Regions from separate parts of the Zea mays genome. Here region 1 is linked to region 2. The links are chromatin contacts, called in public Hi-C maps. All regions are on one chromosome and are shown on one strand. The core of a region is the stretch at or near the end of the contact, and the rest is flanking DNA. Distances in the headings are between cores, read along the strand shown.

What was found. A called contact is a pair of places that touch in the nucleus more often than the background predicts.
Region 1: a Hi-C map of tassel shows a contact between it and region 2, with 4 times the contacts expected there. The contact joins the promoter of LOC100276149 here to the promoter of LOC103636641 in region 2. A contact is called at or near these places in 3 of 25 Hi-C or Micro-C datasets (ear, leaf and tassel).

Annotation. Positions count from the first base shown.
Region 1 is chr8:180,666,329-180,672,903 of Zm-B73-REFERENCE-NAM-5.0, reverse strand. LOC100276149 (Protein NUCLEAR FUSION DEFECTIVE 6 chloroplastic/mitochondrial) reads left to right here and starts at 1,735. Exons shown (of 4, transcript NM_001159440.1): 1 at 1,735-1,929; 2 at 2,036-2,163; 3 at 2,693-2,731; 4 at 3,635-3,948. The coding sequence starts at 1,775. The coding sequence ends at 2,712.
Region 2 is chr8:180,419,551-180,425,656 of Zm-B73-REFERENCE-NAM-5.0, reverse strand. LOC103636641 (basic leucine zipper 6) reads left to right here and starts at 3,844. Exons shown (of 4, transcript XM_008658997.4): 1 at 3,844-4,623; 2 at 4,770-4,860. The coding sequence starts at 4,148.

The sequences.
Region 1 (6,575 bases), core at 486-2,985, 250 kb before region 2:
CAGAAACAAAGATGCAAGTAGCACCCACTACTGCAAGGAGTGAGGCGAAAGCAAGCAGCCTAGCAATCGAAGTCAACCGGAATCAAACACGCGTGATTCGCCCACCGTTTGAAACGAATCACAAACACATGTAAAAGCCTTAGAAGATTCATTTTCGGAATAGCTGGTCGTTACCTTCGATTAGCTCGTCGTGACCACAAAGTGGTGCCCACCTTAGGTCGCCTTCCTGCTTGTCCTCTTCCACCTGTCCCCCAACCTTCTACACGTGCCCCTGCAACTGTTGTTGTTGCTATGCGGCGAGGAAGGAGACAGAAACAAAGATGCAAGTAGCACCCACTGCTGCAAGGAGTGAGGCGAAAGCAAGCAGCCTAGCAATCGAAGTCAACCGGAATCAAACACGCGTGATTCGCCCACCGTTTGAAACGAATCACAAACACATGTAAAAGCCTTAGAAGATTCATTTTCGGAATAGCTGGTCGTTACCTTCGATTAGCTCGTCGTGACCACAAAGTGGGCCCGCAGCTTTGGCTCCTGCGCCCCAGCTAGGATCTTGCCCACGAAGAGCTTGCGGCTCTCGCCGGCCTCCTCCTCGCCCCCGCCACCACCATTGCCGACGAACAGAGAAACCGTGAGCGCTAGGGTTTGGCGGGGAAGGGGAGCGAGAGGGGTTTTGTTGGTGCCTTGGTGGTGACTGTCACGAATAGAGAGAGAGAGAGATAGAGTGAGCGCTAGGGTTTGGGGGAGGGGGTAGCGAGAGGGGTTTTGGTGGCGGTGTGGGGGCAGCCGTGGAGGTGTTCATGTGCCGATGGGATCCGGGCATCGCGAGCGGGATGAGAGGATAACGACTGGCTTGACATCGCGAGCGGCGCCGGCGCGGGATGGAGGTTTTTCGTCACCGAGCTTACCAGGGGAGCGCGGCGCGAGAAGCGAATCCATGGACAGAGCGGCAGTGGACGACGTGCGGAGGAAGCGTGGGGGAGGCGGGGGAGACGGGCGTAGCGGGGGATTCGCGGCGTGGGGGGCGAGCGTGATCCGAGGGCGTGAGCGGATTTGCGACGTGGGGGGCGAGGGGAATCGCGGCGGCGGGGGGCGAGGGGAATCTCGCGGCGGGGGGTGAGGGGGATCGCGGCGACGGGGGCAGTCAACGTGCGCGGATCGTGCGCGTGATCCGCGGACGTTAGAGAATCGCGGCGGGGGCGGGCAGGAGGGGATGAGGCGGGGGCAGTCTACACTGCCCCCTTAATAGTTAGTAGAGATTTTTATAGAAAAAATCATCGGGTTCCTACAGGAACGAGGATGGCCCAGTCCACGTTAATCTATTGGGGGAGAATTTTTTCCTGTTTATATTCCCTCGAGGGAAAAAACTTTTCCATTCCTAACTTTTTTGCTAGTTTTGGAACTCTATTTTCTTAAGAAAAAATAAATTAATTTATTTTAGGAAAATGAAAATCTCATTAAAAATGATGTTTTCAAACTGATATTAATGGAAAAATACTCCGTGAAGAATTGAGGATGGGATCTCCATCGCCATCTCCGTTCGACGGAGGAGCCATGCCCGTCCGCGCATGGGCCAACCCAACCTGCATGACGGACTCATGCGGCCGGCCCGCCCCAGCCCAAGCCAGGCCAATTTCACGCAGGATCAGTCGCAACGACGAACCACCGGTTGCCACACCCGGCCCAGCACAGGCGTAGGGTTTATTGGCATCTGTCTCCTGTCGCGCCGGCCACCACAGCGCAGAAGAACACAGCACCCGCCTGCCTCGCCGCCGCAATGGCCGCCGCCGCCTCCGCTGCGAGATCCTTCCTCCGGTCCAGCGGCTCATCGTCTCTCCGCAGCGCGGTGGCCAGAGCCGCCTCGCGTGCGGGACCGGGACCGGCTCCGCTGCCGAGGCGGATGCCCACCTCTGCCCCCCGTGTACTCCTAAGGTGTGTACTATCTTAGGTTTTGGGTCTGTGGAGCCGTCGTATTTTTGTTTTGCTCCGTTTGAATATGTTACTCAGACGTATTATTTTCTGTTGTTTCGTTCTGTAGGTCGCCGGTGGAAATGAGCAGCGTGTGTCTGGAGTCCTTGATGCCCATGCACAGCGCCACGGCTTCAGCGCTCATGACGTCGCTTCTCGCCGCCCCGGCTTGCAAGGGATTCGGTTGGCTATCAGAAGGTGGTTTCCCATGGCCTCAGTTTCATTTCCTCGTGTCGCAATGTTAGATTAATTTGTTATTTACCATATTTGCTTGTTGGCACATAGGAGATAGCTTATGCCCCATCACAATTCATACGTGCACCCGTTTTCCTTTGTGGATGCATATCTTTTTAGACCATCAATTCAGTGATAAGAATTTGATGTTTTGGGGGGTGGGGGGGGGGGGGGGGGGGGAGGGGTAATTTTGGTCTCAAGCATCATGTTTGCTGCAACAAATTTAACAAGCCAAGTCAAGCATCATGTAGCATTTGTAGGATGTCCTAAAAATCTGTATATACATTACTTAATGTATATCTACCTTACATCAGATCACTAGACATAAAACCAGGTTCCTAGGTTTGTGTCTATATGTATTTTTAGTTTGCCTTGAGTATCCGTCTTGTTACCACCATGGAAACCATACACATTTTCGAATTAAAACTGAAATATGGTAACGAAGTTTTGTATTGAAATTAATCTTATACTTTCCACATGGTCCTTGTTGTAGGTCAAGCTGAAACTAGATGAACTTCATGGGACCCAAAAGGTGAACACTTTTTATAGATCCCACCAATAATGACTGTTGATGGCTAGATTCCATCACTATTTCACGCGTCGGAATGATTTGTGGAAAGAAGAGCCCACTATCTTCATCTTATGGAACTTGCCTTAAAGTCATCTATTGACTATTGTGCACTTGCACATTAGCATGTACAATATGGAACAAAAGAAGTCTGCATTTTCATGAGCCATACATTGTATTGAGCCACATATTTTTATTGTTCCTTTTGGAACTGCAAAATGCACCTAGCGCTGCTGTGCCACGATCGTTGTGCCGTGTCTAAGATTCCCATTGTCACTTTGAGCGATCTTTTATTGAAGTTCTGGACCTTTTGGCAATATGAGAGATTTCTTTCCTGGGTCGACTTTTGCCTATGGTTTGCTGAAGTCGAACTATTGATGGGTTTACAAATAGCGTTTATAAATTTGAATACAACGTCATCATTAATTACAAATTTGAGGAAAAAAAGAGACTGATTCTTTTGTATTGGTCCAGCTGGTAATGATGACGTGTGACGGTCTCTAGATGGGAATTAGCAGATTATTATCCCGTCACCTCAGATCTTCAGGTCCGTTCCGATTTTAAGGAACATCCATGACATGATACGTTTATTACAATTTTCTAGCAAATTTCTGTTTTCTTACAAAATGTCCTCTGTGGTAGCTGATTCTGATAGGCATAGCGTGCAATAATGATGTTTATTTCTCCAATAAGGGCTAGTTGGGGAACTCCAATTTTTTGAGGGATTTTCGTTTTCCCAAGGGAAAATGAACTAATTTCCCTTGAAAAAAATGAAAATCCCTTGGGAAAATGTTGTTCCCAAACTAGCTCTAAATATTATGTTACCTCAGTTGTATTTGTTTTCTTGACTTTATTGCATCTCTATAGGCCTGTGATTAGTGCGATGGAGGTCAACTTGGATGAAGACTAGACTGCTATTTATTTTGCCATCTCTGTTGCCTTGGTTTTGCCCATTATAAATGGAACATAGAGCAATGTAGCTTTCGTCGCTGTTAATTTATATGATGTTATTCTAGAGCTTGAGCCCAGATTATTGTGTTTCTATTTGTAGATGGATGATTTGTCGTTACTGGAGATCTGCAGTGATGGTATCTTGTCTGGATTATGGATACCTCGTGAATTTAAAGTACTTGGTTGGCGTCTCAGTTAACATGTTTTGTGCTCTGGGATTGCAGTTTGTATGAAATTTGCAGAATTGATCCTGAGATTTATTTTGGCTGGTTAGCTGTCAAAAAGACTTTGGTCTTGACGACTTGCCTGATCAAGTAGATCTGGAATGAATAAACTTAATAGAAGGGTTTTCACACCTTTTGCGTTTTAGTCTAAGCGTAGTATGTTCAAATGCTGATTGAGCTTCAAAATTATCTCAATCCACATGGTTTCTTGACGTGGAGGTGATCTTCACCTTATGCGCATCCGGTGAATCCTTCCCACGGTAGGCCTCTTCCGGTTACAGAGTGTAGTTTACTTCAGTTGTGACATTAAGTCAAATTACACCAGCTTAGTTCAAATTTATTGAAAAATTCATCGTCTATAACATAATATTGTTTTCATCAAGTTTCTTAGTGCAATTATTTAAACTTGTAGATTCAATATATATTTTTTTCTCAAAAGAATCCTATGTTTAGCTATCAAACTATCGCCGGAGTCTCATTTTGATCATGTAACTTCAAAACTGGTATGTTCGACCATTGGACTATCAAAACCGACAACTTTGGGCCTTTGATTGGTTTTAGGTGTGGTTTGCCTATCCATTTTTTAATAATAATAACAACATATATGGCTAAATATCTAAAAGCAATAGCTAATTCATTTTAAATAAGAAATCAGTACCAATTTTTCTTCTAAAATTCAATTTATCCATTTGTGCTCTATTTAGAGCTCTTTATTGTTTTTATTGCTAGTATTTTATTGCTCATAGTTGTGCTTTCATTTATTTTGAATGTACGTTCGACGTCCCGTTTTATCAGGAACCTATTTTGTTACCTGTTTAAGTGATTAAATAAAGTAAATCCAATAATCCATGAAATGTCTAGATATGGTGGAGAATGTAATGTGTGAGGTTAGTGTCGCCTCGTACTCGAACCATCGGAACCATTTTGGTTGTATAGTCTAATGTAGCACAAAACAATAAGATTCCGATTTGGAGGGTTTCACTTCAAAAATTGCAGCTTCAGTTTTTTAGCTTCATCATAAAATAACTTCAATAAATTGGTAAGACGAGGTTCATGAGTATCTGACTTACATATAAACTCCAGTTTCTATAATACAATTAATTTGTGTGGGCTTTTTTAATTAACCTTGATGATTAGCGGGTGGAGAAAGAGACATGAATCGGTAGGTAATGTAAACAATGACATGATGGGTATTTTTTCTGTAACTTTATGAGATATGAAAACGATGTTTTTGAAATACCCTTTGAGGAGCTTCGAAAATTTCATGAAATTGGCCTCAAGTTTCAGTTTTTTTGAATCTAAAGCTCCTCCAGATAGACCTGTTTGAATAGAAAAAACTGAAACATAATTCAAATGATTAAAGTGATGCTTTGCCAAACAGGGTCTAAATAAGCCCCCTTTGGTAAGGCTCTTCTAGCTCTAGCTCTAACTTCTCTATAAAACAACTCTCTCCTTATTTTCAAAAAAAAAACTATAAAAAGCACTATGTTTAGTTGAAAACGTAGCTCCTCATGCGACGTGGACCCGCGAAGAGGAAAATATGAGAGGAGCTGATAGAAGCTTCCTTTTTCTAACTCCCGGTTTCTATAATTTGTTTAGGAACTCCCCTTCTCTAGGAAGAACTTATCAAAGAACTTCTTTGGTAGATTTTTTAATGAGTAATTATCCATATAACTCTAAACAGACCATCAATAAATGGATTATTTTTTTTTAAAAATATAGTGGTTTTATTATTTTGATTTAAATGAATCGATATTATTTAATCATTTTTTTGTTTAAAAACATATAAAAGCAAAACTACTTTGAAAAACTAGTCCTATTGATACTTCGATGCCTACTTCTGAAATTCGATGTTCAAAAACCCATACAATAGTTCGATGATTAAAAATAGATTGTTTCCTAATGATTTGTTAAAAGAATAGAGAAGTTTAAGCTGGCAAAATAGAAGTAAACTACAAATCAAAACGTACTGTAAATGAAAGTTGTCTGCGAATATTATAGGTTGTAGCCCATCCATCTATTAGATATAAGGGCTAAAAGACACACCCCGGTTTATTCAAAAGTATAATGCAAAGCCAATTCAGCTCAGACGTATCACTTCCATTCAAAAGAGCATTAGCGTATTCAGTGCTCAGCACGTCACATTTGTTCATACAACAACAAGGCTGGAGCAACCAATATTCATTAGTAGACATAAATTGCATGACAAGGAACTTGCACTAGTTTCACCCAACACCTCCAATCAAGCTCCTCCATCTCCTCAAGTCCTCATTCGTTTAAAGAGGAAAGGAGTTATAGAACTATGAAATTGTTATTCATGATTGAATCCACATATCCTTTTAGATAATGAAGGTCAATGTTGTGCTAATATGGTACTTATATTTGGGTCAGAGGTAGATTGTTAAAGATCAAATTTCACGTTTGACCAACAACAATCCTAGACATACCTGTATTTTGTATAAGAGGTGGATCCTAGATGTACTTATATTTCATACAAGGGGCAATGTGCCTTAAAAGATCAAAACTGTACATCGACACAATCCAGTTCCGGATATCATTGCATTATTGATTAGCATGAATTGAAACACGCACGAAACTATGAGCAGATAGCATACAAGTATTACAAATGAGAT
Region 2 (6,106 bases), core at 2,595-5,094:
CATTTTTTACTAGTAGAGTAGTAGTACGAGTAAGGAAGGACCAGTCGTAGAATGCGCGCGTGCGCAAGTTGACTCTCGCGCCAGCGCCTCTTTTCCGCGACCAGACCACGCATTTGTCCCAGTAGCAGGGTGTGGAGTCGATCATGCACAGGTCCTCCTGCTCCTCACTCGCAAACGCTCACTGGAGTCAAGTCAACACCGCAGCACCAGCCAGGCAGCCAGCCGGGGGTCAGCCGTCAGCGTCAGAGAGAGAGGGAGGAAGGAAGGAAGGGAGGCGGTCGGACGCGTCGCCGTCGCCCAAAAAGGAGTCCAGACCCGCCGCCCGGTTCTCTGCGCACTTGTTTTACTTGGAGATCTTGGCATCTGCATCTGCATCTGCTGGAGGAAAAGCAGGCAGCCGCGAGTGCCCGTCCGACGCAAAAGCTGCCCCCTCCGACGCGAAAGTTGCGGCGGGTGAGTTGGAAAGTCGCCGGCGACGTCGCTGTACCGGGCCGAGAAAATTCGGTTGGGTCGCCGGAGGAGAGTGACGGCAACGGGCTGCTAGACTAGACTGGATGGGTCCGGACGATCAGGCATCCATTAATTCGTCGGCGGATTCGTGACCGTGAGAGCATTGTTCCAGATCGAGTTCCATTTCCATGTGGGATAGGATAGTGCAGTGCAGTGCAGCCTCCCTCCCGGTGGCTGATTTTGAATGTGCAGAGAAACGAGGCGTCTCCCGCGTACACCGTGGCTGTGGGCAGAGCGAGATAAGCATGGCGAGCTAGCGTTTTTGTTTTTGGTTTAGCAGTGGCCAAGTTTTAGTGGGGAATCGGTTGTTTTGTCTGTGCTCCGGCGGCGGTGCAATCTGAACCGTTCGATGGCAGGAATAGATTCGGCCATCGAAGATTAAGGATAAAAGCAAAAGATAAGAACAATTCCATGCTTCCCACCCATGATTAGTAGTACTGCTACTGTGTAATCTAACCTTATTAGGCTAACACTAGCAGGGCTAAATTAGGTAGTACAATGGCATCGCACCAGGACAAGTAGCAGTCTGTACAGTGTTCAGACTATCTCATCTGTAGAGACAGCGGCTGTATGCCTGTATCATCTGTAATTAGATTACACTTTTTCCCCTGAGATCATGACTCTTTCTTTCTTTCTTTCCTGGAACCTGGCCGGATCGGATAGAGAGATTTGGTGGGAAGACCGGCCGTAAGAGTGACAGAGAATCAAGTAAGCACCATGAGCGGGACCAAAAAAAAAAAAAAAAAGATCCGCACCTAAAAGAAACATGTGTTAAAGACGGTATAGCTTTGTTACGCTGAACAACTCTAGTATAGAGTTTATCATGATGGGCAAAAGGAAACCAGTAGAGTTTATCTGAAACGAGAGGCGGACTGAACTTAACAGATGTAGCAGTCAGCACCACAGGTGCTGCATCAGCAGAGAGTTAGCTGGCTGGTGTACGTACATGCAAGCTGGAGTCTTAATTGGGAGTATAGCTAATTTCCAACACGCAGATATTTGCCCACGCATGCTCGCCCAACTTGTTCCACGATCGATGGATGGTCCACGTCCTGAACTTGGCATAAACGACAAGAGCTCTTATCGGTTGGGTTGGGAGTAACAAAAGCGAGGCGTGAGATAGACTGGGTGGTGGGTGCCCCAGCCAGAAACCGACGGGACGGTGATTAGTCGCATCACTGAGCCACACACGTGTCTAGGAAGAGCCGATTGACAGAATTAATAGTCAGCGGCCGACCTTTGCATAGCGGCCGGAACAGAATCCGAATTGCGCTCGTTCGTTTCGCTTTTACTTTCACCAAACGGCCTAGCACGCCAGTCACTGGCAGCAGAGTCTCGAGCAGGATCCAGCGGCGGCGGCGACCCCCCAGCATCCTCGCCGCCGACTAGCCCACCCGCGTGCCCCGTCGTCGGCCGTCACAAGCCTTTTTTTTCTTTTCCGCAGCTACACCAGCGACAGTAGTGTAAATGGGCCACCCGACACGGCCCAGCACGGGCTCACATAAAAAACCATGACATAGATTACATCGTGCTAGGCACACTAGCCACGACACAAATTAGATAGTGGGCCACAAGAGAGACCTACACATGGCCCATCAAGACAGTAATCAAACTGAAGCTGCTAATTCTGTTCACTGCATTCGGGTATTTCAATCTGAATCTGATTCCTACCGTTTCTAAACTATGAATCTATGATTTCTGCAGTTCCCGTCGTACACTGTATGGAGCGAGCAGGTCCTGGGCCAGCACTACCTGTCTGCAGGATCTAGATAAATCAACAGTGCTGTGTTTGGGCCAATCCTCATGCCCACGTGATGGCACGACACTACCCGACGTGTAATAGTGTCGTGCTTCGTCCCGACGAAAATGACACGGCATATGATGGTCTGGTCTCAGGCACGATTCATTGGCAACCTATAGATGCCACTCGGTTTCCTACTTTCCTGGATCCTGAAACTCGTGTATCTTCTAGGCCCTAGCTAAAGTTTAGTTCCTATCTCATCAACTATTTAAATATTAATTACAAATATTAAATAAAGACTTAATTAGGTTTAATAAGTCTATTTTATCTTTTAGTCAATATCTGTGTAATTAGTTTTATAATTAGACTAAAACATTCGATGCTAAATAAACTAAACTTTAGTTGGGGCAACCAAACACTCTAAGGCCTCGTTAGTTTTGGCTGGATAAGCCCATTCCGTGCCTCATTCCGGCAGGAACGAATCAGTCCAGTTTAGAATTTGGTCCAGTCTCCTAGAGTTGTTCGTTTAACAAACCCGCCTGATTTTAATTCCCATCCCTCAATCCTCGGCCCGGAACGAGTCCAGGTCACCTACCTTCCGGACTGGTTCCGAATCTGGAAACGAGCTGGTGACAGGAATGAGTGACAACCTATGATTCACTTGATCCTGGGCTGGCTTTGTTACTGACTGGTTTGGATCCTGGCTGCCGAACAGGGAAAGCGCGCTTAGTAGGGAGCCCGAGTGGCGAGAGACAGCGACGGCGAGGAAAAAGACGGACACACGGTTAGATCTCTGATCCCGAGGGGATTTGCGAACATGCTGCTGTCTGCCGGAACGATACGGGCGCAGTGGTTTTTGGGGCGCAAAGCTGCCACCAAAGGGTCCGTTGTTTATTTACGTAGATCTCTGACACGAACCGCAGCGCAGACTATGGAAGCAAGTGAAGGCGCCCTTCCAACCTCCAGGCTCCAGACGAGGACACGGCCGACCAGGCGACTTTCGTTTGCTTCTTGTACCGGCAGTGCTAGGCACTCACCCAGCTCCATCTCCGCCGCCGCTACCTCCGATTCACCTCGGCATGGAGAATCGCCTGCTCACAAGTCACCAGTCACCACCAAACAAATCAAGCCGGCCATCACTCGGCCATCCATGGCGGTGGTCCAGCAGGGCGCATCCTCGTGACACGGCGCCCTGCATGAAAACGAAGCTCGTGTCCCGGCATGTGATCAACACAACGACATGCATGTAATCGCTCTCCCTAGCTAATTGCCTAAATAATCGCTTGGTTTCAAGTACCGGCGGCCGGCATCACACGATCCCACCCGTGCCACTGCCCGCGCCACGGTCGTTGCATGGCGACAGTGACGCGGCCATTTTTAGGCGGCACAACAACCGCTCGCTGGTCCGTTTCTAGCGCCCGCCCGCAGTGTCGCCACGCTCGCGGCTCGCCCAAGGCAGCAAACGAGGGAGGAGCGGTGGATCCGCGGGCGGGCGGGCGGACAGCGGCACGTGGACGGGGATTCCCTGCCCACCTACATAACTGCCTGCCTCTGCCCCTTTTCAGCTTTCGCTGCCACTCGAAACGAGCGTCCACTCCACTGGATCGCTAGCTAGCTAGCTGGCGCAGGCTGTCCTCATGTTCCAAAAGTCTCGTCCCATGTGACTGACCCTCCGGTTCCAATTCCCATCCGTCTCCATGCCCCTCGCTCGTCCTCGCCCCGGCACAAGCTGCCCGCCCGGCTACTGCACAGCACCACTATATATAAAACCAAACTCCAGCAGGCGCCGGCGCCAAATCGCAAGAGCTAGCGAGAGCACGCACTGCTGGCGGCGCGGCTAAGACCGAGAGCCGCCGCGCACATTGTTCGCGCGAGGCCAGCCGCCGGTTGCATTGCATGGCGCAGCAGCTGCCGCCCAGGATCCCGACCGAGGTGCACCACTGGCCCGAGGGGGGCCAGCACGGCGCGGCGGCGGCGTGGGCGGACGACTTCGCCGAGTTCGCGGCGGCGCGGCGGGGCGCGCACCGCAGGTCGCTCAGCGACTCGGTCGCCTTCGTCGAGGTGGCGCCGGCCGACGGCGGGGCCGGCGAGTTCGACCGGCTCGACGACGACCAGCTCCTGTCCATGTTCCCACCCGACGAGGCCGGCGGAGGCGGGTCGTCCGCGGCCGGGTCCGAGAACGGCGGCAGCAGCGACAGCGACGGCGATAAGCGTGGCGCGCGCGGCGGCCCGGCGGGAGGCGCTCCCTCCACCGGCAGTGGCGGCGGCGAGCAGAACGGAGTCGTGGATGCGCAAGCGCCGGCGGCGACTGGAGGACAAGCTGCCGTCGTCGCCTCCACGGAGCTCATCCGGGACCCTAAGAGGGTGAAGAGGTGAGCCCGATCGAACGAGCTAGCACACCATGCGTGCGCCGCCCGTAATTGTGCGCAGGCAAACAATGCGTTTCTCCTGCAGGCGGTAGGTAATCCATCTTGATCTGTGGACTGAAACGCGGCCGGCGGGCTTGAAATTCTGGCAGGATCCTTGCCAACCGGCAGTCGGCTCAGAGGTCGCGGGTGAGGAAGCTGCAGTACATCTCCGAGCTCGAGCGCAGCGTCACAACACTGCAGGTACGTATACACGCACAATTACTATACATAATATCGATAGTACGTATATGAAGCTTCTACGACTGCATTCTTGCTCAGCGTAAATAATCCAATTATATTCTACCTTCAGCGTAAACACTAGCATGCATATAATAATGGACATTGCGCAAGAAATTACTACGTACATACATGTGCAATTGTGCAAGCACGATTTAGCAGCTCTCCGTCAAACGTCCTAGATCGATAAGGACGCGCGCGCATGCATGATGCATTTGCATCCATGCCGTGGAACAAAATGGTCTGAAAAAAAAAACTTCTCTTAGACGATTATGGCGGGAAGCTTCAGCTCGAGATGAGATGTTATTCGGTCTCTGCAAGCCCAGAAATTCTGATAGATTCAGCCATTGTAATAAGGGTACCCTGTTATTAATGTAAAAGAAAAGAAAGATAGAAGGAGCTAGATACACTGTCAAAAAAAGTCGTGTGCACCAACACTAAGCACCACCGCCGATTGTCAAGCCCAGACCTGCAAAACGACCCTACCTCTAGAACGTGCATTCTCACTTGATGCATCAACATCCCCTCACGACCGATATCATAATCCACGGACGTATATAGAGTAACTTCTCTTCGTTTCAGCACATGACATGCGTAGTAGGCGCCAACAGCAGGGGTAGATGGATGGATAGATAGATCGGCATGCAGCGCACAGTCTGGCTAGCATTAGCAATAGCAACAGCGTCGCGAGTGATGCCTTGCCCCCCATGTGCATGCGTGTGAAGGCCGGCCGGCCGGTATGGATCATAGAAGCAAAGCAATAAGGACGCGCTCTCCTAGCTTCTCCCGTGTCCTGTGCTGTGCATGCGCGCGGTACGTACCAAACCCCACGTAGTGCCATGATCCAAGCGCACATGCCTCTGCATCCTGCATGGCCTGGAGGTGGTCCCTGTGTGTCTCTCTCTGCGTGTGTGTGTGTGTGTCACCGTCTCACCGAGCTGGTAGAGAACGAACCTCCTCGCGCAAGATCCGGTCGCTTGGTTGGTAGTTAGCTAGCGTGTTACTGGTTGGACAGTACTGGCATTGCTTTTTACGCTTGGATGAATACAATAATATATATATTCATTATTGCTGCTATAGATGGCCAATAAGCACGAGACCCGTGAGCCCGGCACGAAGCCCACTTTTTGGACCCGGCCCGAGCCCGACACGGTACGAATAAGCGGGCGGGCTTGGACAGGAAACTAGGCACGGCGGGCAAGCCCGGCAC